Linked DNA regions of Mus musculus: region 2 is linked to region 1. A link is a contact called in public Micro-C data. All regions are on one chromosome and are shown on one strand. Each heading gives the region's core, a stretch centred on a gene start, on an enhancer-like site or on the middle of the called end of the contact. The rest is flanking DNA. Distances are from core to core; before and after follow the strand shown. Region 1 overlaps Nbn (nibrin). Region 2 overlaps A530072M11Rik (RIKEN cDNA gene A530072M11).

Region 1 (3,864 bases), core at 984-3,483:
TGTCCAGTAGGGTACCACATTCAAGCATTAGCTCTCATGCACTATCCTCTTGCCAATTAATTCTGGGCCAAAAGTCCATTTACTTTTTAGTATTAGACTTCTTTTTCATGAACTAAGTACATCCTCTAGCATGTGAGCACCTCCTCCTTATGGTGAGGAAAGACCATACTTAAAATTGTTGAAAGAATCCTCAAAATTTCTGATGGGGATTAAAAACAAACAATAGAATAAATACACAAGGTCACCACAGCCAGGAGAAATGCCTTGTAACCCCTAATATGTACACAGGTAGTACTTTAGTATGAATGAACATGGGAATATTAGTATTGTGAAAAAGATTTAAGGTATGAATGTCTTAGTTATATTACTATTGCTATAAGGAAACATTGTGACCAAGGGAATTTACAGAAGCAAGGATGCATTTGGGTATTCCAGAGCAATGAGCCCATCACTATCATGGTGGGGAACATGACAGCAGGCAGGCAAGCAGGCGTGGCACTGACGCAGCAGCTGGGGGTGCACATCTTGATCCACAAACAGGAAGCAGAGAGAACTCGAAAGTGATGCATACTCTTAAAACATCAGTCATATGGTAAAACCACACCTAATTCTCCCAAACAGCCTCCAATTGGGGAACCAAATATTCAAATATCTAAGACTTGGGTCAGGTGGGGAAGAATCTCATTCAAACCACCATGATGGAGCAGTTAATAGGAAATGATGTAATCTTCTAAATTTATTTTCAAAAAGGAAGTTCTTTTAACTCCTTATTGTGAACTAGACTCAGATTGAAAACATGAGACTGCACTTAGCCTTTACATTGAAGGGGCGTAAACCTAATGAGATGTGTTTACATGAAAACGAAGGAAGTTTTACAAAAAGTATTTAAAATCTGACTGTTAAGAAGAAAACACTTAAAATCAAAATATGAATTAAAGCTCAAATAATAAGATAGTTGGTATACTTTTATAAGGCATTAAAAACAGTATACATTAAGTGTTGTTATTAAAGTGGGTTGTTACATATTTTAACATTAGCTAAAAACTGATAAAGCTACAAAACCAATTCAGGAGCTAAAATGAATAAGAAAAGGCTGAAAAGGTGAGGAAAAACTGAATAGCACACAGCTGTCAACAGCAATACAGACTGAGAGTTTCAGGTACTAATATTGGTCTTAAATGATCTATAGTGGCTAGAGCAAATTTGTCCCTGAGTATAAAAAAGCAAATAGTGAAAATCACTTAATTAATAGAAAATGAAGTGGCCTTCAAAATCTTAAGGCTTGACATGTTCCTAGCCAGCCAGACAAGAACAAAGCTCTAATAATGAGAATGGAAAAGGAGATAGCAGTATAACAGAAATGCAGAACTTAATATGAAAGCACAAGAGATGGATAAAATCCTTGAAAGAGACAAACTAACAAAGCTGCTACAAGAAATGAAAAGTCTGAATAGCCATGTTCAAACATAACATGTTTGGGTTCAGGAGTTGCCCCACAAACCACTCAAACACCTGTCTTAGACAGGGATAGTGTATTGAATGCACACCCCCAAGGCTGATTGATTAGGGACATAGCTCAGACTTTGAGAATTGAAGGTAGAACCCTGAACATTTCTCAGGGCTAGCCTATAAAGGCTAAACCACAAAACCCACAATGAGCTCATATGAAGGGGCTGGAATCACTGTCCAGCTGTGACTCAAGTTATTTTAGACACAACAGTTCATACTGACCTTTAAGTGACGCTTATGGTAGTGGAATTTCTGAAGACTTAACAAACCTCATACAGAACATAAGAGGGAATGCAGTCAGCACCGCCCTGCTCTGAGTCCTCAACATTATTTTAATGGTCAATCAATTTAATAGGGTGAGAGAAAAGGCAAACCAACTAGAAGACAACATCTATTCACAAATAATGTATGTGTAAAAATCCAAACAATCTCACCTCTTTTAGTTAGAACATACCAAGAAACAAGGTAACTATTTGCTGGGTCTTTATGAGACACTGTGTGTGTCCCTTTACAATTATATGTAAGTGTCTGGATCAGCTACTCTCTACCTTTGACCAGACCTCAGAACATACTACTTCACTTTATAGAGTCATAAATACGGGCTTTTATTTTATTCTCATCCTTCATTACACTTTCAAATTCTTCGTTTGTGAAACAGTGAGCATATGTCTAAAGCATTGCTCTTCCTCGACACAAGGAAGGAATAGGCACTAAAGGTCTCTAGTTTCAGTTCCAGTGGTTTTGTTACAATTCCATGTATGGGCAGGAGAGATGGCCCAGAGATGAAGAGCATTTACTGTGGTGCTGGAAAGAATCTAAGACTCTGCACATTAGGCAACCACTCTACCAACTGAACTACATCCCCAGCCCAAACTTTGAAATTTTGATAAAGTCGCATTTACCTATTTCCTTTGATATTTTTCCTGTCGCATACATACACAAAAATAGTATTTAACTCCAAGACTTGGGGTTATTCCATAAGGTTACATTTTAATATTTCCATAAATACTATTATAAGTCCCTTAACTTTGAGTATGATGTAATGTATGGGTCAGGGGTAGGTAGGTTTTTCTCATATGAACCTCAAACAGTGTTTATTTGAAGAAGACTTTTCTACATTAAATTATCTTGGCAACTTCATCACACGTGAATTATTATGTTTACCCATCCTGTCACTAGACTACTCTTTCTTGATTCAATTTACATGGACCAGAAAGCTTTCAGTTCATAATAAAAGGTTTATTTACATACTTTCTAGAATATAAGATTCAATATACAGCTGGAGTTGATATCTACTTCTCTATATTAAAATATCTGAAAAAATCTATTTCCAGTTACCATTTTCCTTTTTAGGTAGAGGCAACCTACTGCCTCTACTTTATAGACAGAAATACTTGGGACATTTAAGAAGCCAAGACAGAGTCACTGTGCTCAGTAAAACCACCAAAAAGGGGTCCATCTTTCTCTTTGGTATGATCTAGTCAGTGTGAAGGCTGCATACTACCTCAATCTCTTATACTAAGATGGGGGACATATGCTCACGGACACCACTGCACTGGGATCACATCAGCTTAGGGAGGCTAAAGAATAATGGAAGAGAAAAACTTACATTGATATGCCGAGCATTCAATCTACAGTGAAAATGAACAAGGCACAGAGTAATTACAAATGTAATTCCTGAAAAGTGTTATGCACAGGAATTTGAATGAGGGCTGGAGAGATGGCTCAGAGGGTAAAAGCACTAGCTGTTGTTCTTCTAGAGGGCCTGAATTCAATTCCCAGCAACCACATGGTGGCTTACAGCCACCTATTTGAGCTGGTGCCCTCTTCTGGTGTGTAAGCATGCATGCACAGAGAACTGTATATATATTAATAAAGAAATAACTCTTAAAAAAGATGTATATGGTACATCTATATCTGTATTTATATATATATATACATATATATAAATATATGTATATCTCTATCTGTCTGTCTATCTATCTATCTATCTATCTATCTATCTATCTATCTATCTATCTATCGATCTACCTATCCATAACACAGCAGGAATCAATCAGCTAGTGGATGGGAGGCTTTGGTCTTTAACCTTAATGGAGTTTCAGGATTTTGGATACTATGATTCTAAGAATTACTTAGTAAGTAAGAAACACATTTAAAATGAGGGGATAATTATAATGTATATATTCCCCCAGAGACAACGTTACCACACAAAAGGAATAGAGTTTGTTTCCTTTATTTAATAAACTGAAACCTTAAAGCATTTATAATTTCTATGTACTATATTAATGTATCTCAGTTGGTCTGAAGTAGAAATGTGTTTCTACAGCTTCCTTTACAAGGTTCAATTATCTT
Region 2 (3,864 bases), core at 702-3,201, 220 kb before region 1:
AAGCACAGATACATTACAATTAATAACAGTAGCAAAATTACAGTTATAAGTAGCAATGAAAGTTGGGGGTTACCACAACATGAGGAACTGTATTAGAAGGTTTCCTATCAGGAAGGTTGGAAACCACTGAGGTAGAGGATTTAGAGTTCTTCTGGTATATGCTCAAGAATGACATAGCTGGATCTTGAAGAGGAACTATTCCCAGTTTCCTGAGGAACTACCACACTGATTTCCATAGTAGCTGTACAAATTTGTACCCCCAGCAGCAAAGAGTAAGTTTTCTCTCTCCCTAGATCCTTGCCAGCATGATCTGTCACTTCCTTCATTGATCCTGGCCATTCTAACTAGCATAAAAATGAAATGTCAAAGTGGTTTTAATTTTCACTTCCCTGATGAATAAGGAAGTGGAACATCTCAAGTGTTTCTCTCATTTATGTTTGAGAACCCCCTACTTAGTTTTCACCTGGTTTTTAACTGGGTTGTATCTTTTCTTGATAGCCAGTATTTTTAGTTCTTTACATAGTTTAGTTACTAAACCTGCATCAGATGTGCAATTAGTAAAGATCTTTTTCCATTTGTAGCCTGATGCTTTGCCCAAATGATGGTGTCCTTAACCATACAAGCTTTTCAGCTGCATGAGGTCGTTTTTCTGAATTGTTGGTCCTGGTGCCTGTGCGATCAGTTCTGGTAATTGAACAGAAATGACCCCGATAGGCTCTTAAGGGGTCTTGTTGGAGTAGGCATGGTCAGTTAGGGAAACTATATCACTGGGGATGGGCTTTGGGATTTCAAATGATTAAGACTCTCTCTCTCTCTCTCTCTCTCTCTCTCTCTCTCTCTCTCTCTCTCTCTCTCTCTCTCTCTCTCTCTCCTCTCTTTCTCTTCCTGCTGTGTGAAGATCCAGATGTAGAACTCCCAACTACATCTCCAGCACCGAGTCTGCCTATGTGCTACCATGCTTCCTGCCATGATGCCAGGCAGGAAGGACTAAACCTCTGACTGTAAGCCGGCCCCTATTACATGTTTTCCTTTATAAGACCGGCCATGATTGTAGTGTCTCTTCAAAGCAATAAAAACCATAAGACAGAAGTGTACTATTAAAAAAGTGTTTTCCTGTGCCAATGAATTCAAGCCTATCAGCTACTTTTTCTTCTACAGGTTCAGAGTGTCTGGACTTTACATCTTATTGCAGAGATTGTATTCAACAATGTTCATTCTGCTCTATTTGTAATACCCAGAAATTGGAAACAACCTAGATGTTCATCAACTGATGAATGGATAATAAAATATGGCAATTCATACAATGGAATATTATTCATCTGTTTTAAAAACTGAAATTAAAAATTCATAGGTTAACAGATGTTACAAGAAAAAAATTATCCTGAGTGAGGTAACACAAAGCCAAAAAGGCAAACATGTGGGGATAGCAAAAGAAAAAAAAAAAAAGGTATCTCTTATATGTGGATGCTTTGAAGTCTTGGATATACATGCTATAATCTGTATAATCACAGAGGATAGATGAGTAGTAACAGACTAGTGGGAAGGAAATGATCTTCCTAGAATGGGGATATACAATATATTATTATAGAGAGAAATAGAAGGGACTGGAATGGGAGGATTAAATGGGAAGAGGAACAGGACAGAGAAGAGAAGGAAAGGGAGGAGGGAGAGCTAACATTGGGGCATTTGAGGGAAACCAGCTTCTGTTAGAGCTTCCATATATATATATATACATATATATATACACATATATACATATATATAGGCATACATACATATATATATGCATATATGCATATATACATATATGCATATATACATATATATATGAAAGGAATCTAAATGCAGTCACTAAATAATGGTGGACACAAAGCCCCAAGTATACATGTTACACCACCAAGTAAGACCTCCAGTGCAAGGAATGTGTTACATCTACTTGAGTCATTCACCAGTGGGGACCCATGAAAACCACAGATATCTCAGGCTATGGCTCACTCACCACAAACTGGTAGCAAGGCCCTGTTGCTAAAAACAACACAGAGAAGTCAAACTGGTGCCTAACTAGAACCTTGGTCCCCTAATGACTAGAGTTCATGGTACTGGAAGGTACCCTACATGCTACCAAAGGAAAAAGTCAATTACCATCTAGTTAAAAACACTATTACTAAAATGGTGACCTGCCCATGAGATATACTGGTACAGTAACCACACAAATGTGGAAGTAACCAACCACTATCTGATTGAGTGTAAAGCCCAGTCTATAGAGGAATTCATCAAAGAATCTGATACTAAATAGGCCATGGGCCTATGAGAAAACAAAATACTATTGTTCTGTATTGCCCGAGCTTTTGTCCCCGCCAGCAAGAACACACCCAGGACAACTGGAATCTTCTGCGGCAAAGCTTTTATTGCTTACTTATCAGGAGGGAAGACCCCGAACCGGGAAAATGGCGCTGCTTATATAGCCCGCAGCTTGACGTTTCAGCACCTGATGTGGCGTGGCAGCTCCTGATTCTTTGCTCGCCCATCACCCCATTACTACGCCGAGAGATGGGCAGTGACTAGGCGTGAGTTCACTCTTGCACTTGCGCATAAGGCTTATTTACTAGTTAGGCGCAGTGGAAGCCAGCGCCATCTTATAATGGCGATTGCTCACGGCACGGCTCTCCACAGTTCTTCTACTAAAGAAACATTGCAATAAAGTTATTCCTGACATACCACTATACTCACAGATCAGATGTTTGCTCATCATAGGAGAAACTTCTTGAACTATATAGGAACCAACATAGATACCCACAATTGTACAATGGGCAGAAAGAGACTTTGGAGTACTCACTCCTAAATGGGATGTCTTCATCAAATCCTTCCATTAGGACTCAGGAAACTCTGTGGAAGAAGAAGCAGAAAGGTTATAAGGATGACTCCAAGAAACAGTGTCCTCCAGACACAAAAGGACTGAGGCACAGAGACTATAGCTGCACACACAGCCTACACGGGTTCAAGTCACAGAGCCCCAGTACTGATTGGGGAAGGGGACACAGTCTCTCATTTCTAACCAAGAAGCTATGTAAAATTGGTACCCACTTGCAAAAGAAAAAGTTAGTTTTCTCCAATGGAATATAAACAGGTATGCTAACCATACTTCAGTGTAGGTTCCAGGTCTACAACATGGCCAACAGAGAATTAATTCAATGGTATTTTCATAGACTGTGTCTCAAACTGTTTGTTGTTTTGTCTTCTTGGTCTTTTGCTTTTGTACTTTGGTTCCCAACATTGGGGAAGGGGTACGATTTTGTATGTGTGTATGAATGTGTGTGTGTGTGTGTGTGTGTGTGTGTGTGTATGTGTGCATGTGTGTACACGTTTCATGTTTATTTTTTAAAGAGGAAGAGAAAGAAAAGACATGGAGTTTGTAGTCACTATTCCTGGTTGTCAACTTGACTATATTTGGAATGAACTACAATCCAGAATTGGAAGGCTCACCAGTGACCCTTATCTGGAGGCTGGGAGATAGACGTTTCTGATCTGGATCTTGAGGCACAGTGGCTATGGATTCCAGAAGATTAAATCTCTGAGTTCAAGGTCATCTGGGATTAAAGGTGTGGAGGAACACACCTTTAATCTGGGCTACACCTTCTGCTGGAGTCAATATAAGGACATTGGAAGAAGGGAGTCTCGCTCTCTCTCCTTCACCTGCTTCCTGTGTGGGACTGAGTAACTGCTAGATCCTTGGACTTCCATTCACAGCTACTACTGAACTATTGTTGGGAATTGGACTGCAGACTGTAAGTCATCAACAAATTCCTTTACTATATAGAGACTATCCATAAGTTCTGTGACTATAGAGAACCCTGACTAACACAC

Evidence for each region. Hi-C and Micro-C count contacts between places; a contact is called where the count stands out from the background.
Region 2: a Micro-C map of muscle stem cells shows a contact between it and region 1, with 2.7 times the contacts expected there. The contact joins two enhancer-like sites. A contact is called at or near these places in 1 of 39 promoter capture datasets (hippocampal neurons), 3 of 484 Hi-C or Micro-C datasets (muscle stem cells and myocytes), 1 of 115 datasets of contacts at active chromatin or transcription factors (CD8 T cells) and 2 of 9 other capture datasets (adipose tissue and liver).

Annotation. Positions count from the first base shown.
Region 1 is chr4:15,992,455-15,996,318 of GRCm38.p6, reverse strand. It overlaps Nbn (nibrin), which reads right to left. Exons shown (of 16, transcript NM_013752.3): 16 at 3,730-3,864. The coding sequence ends at 3,858. Among named protein-coding and RNA genes, the nearest start is that of Osgin2, 20 kb to the left of the region's middle. Within about 2 kb of position 2,233, at least 46 of the 459 cell types and tissues checked have an H3K27ac peak or open chromatin away from gene starts, as enhancers often do. A contact at or near this core is called in muscle stem cells, where this site is marked.
Region 2 is chr4:16,209,883-16,213,746 of GRCm38.p6, reverse strand. A530072M11Rik (RIKEN cDNA gene A530072M11) reads right to left here. Exons shown (of 7, transcript NR_045765.2): 3 at 2,837-2,886. Among named protein-coding and RNA genes, the nearest start is that of A530072M11Rik, 48 kb to the right of the region's middle. Within about 2 kb of position 1,951, at least 15 of the 459 cell types and tissues checked have an H3K27ac peak or open chromatin away from gene starts, as enhancers often do. A contact at or near this core is called in muscle stem cells, where this site is marked.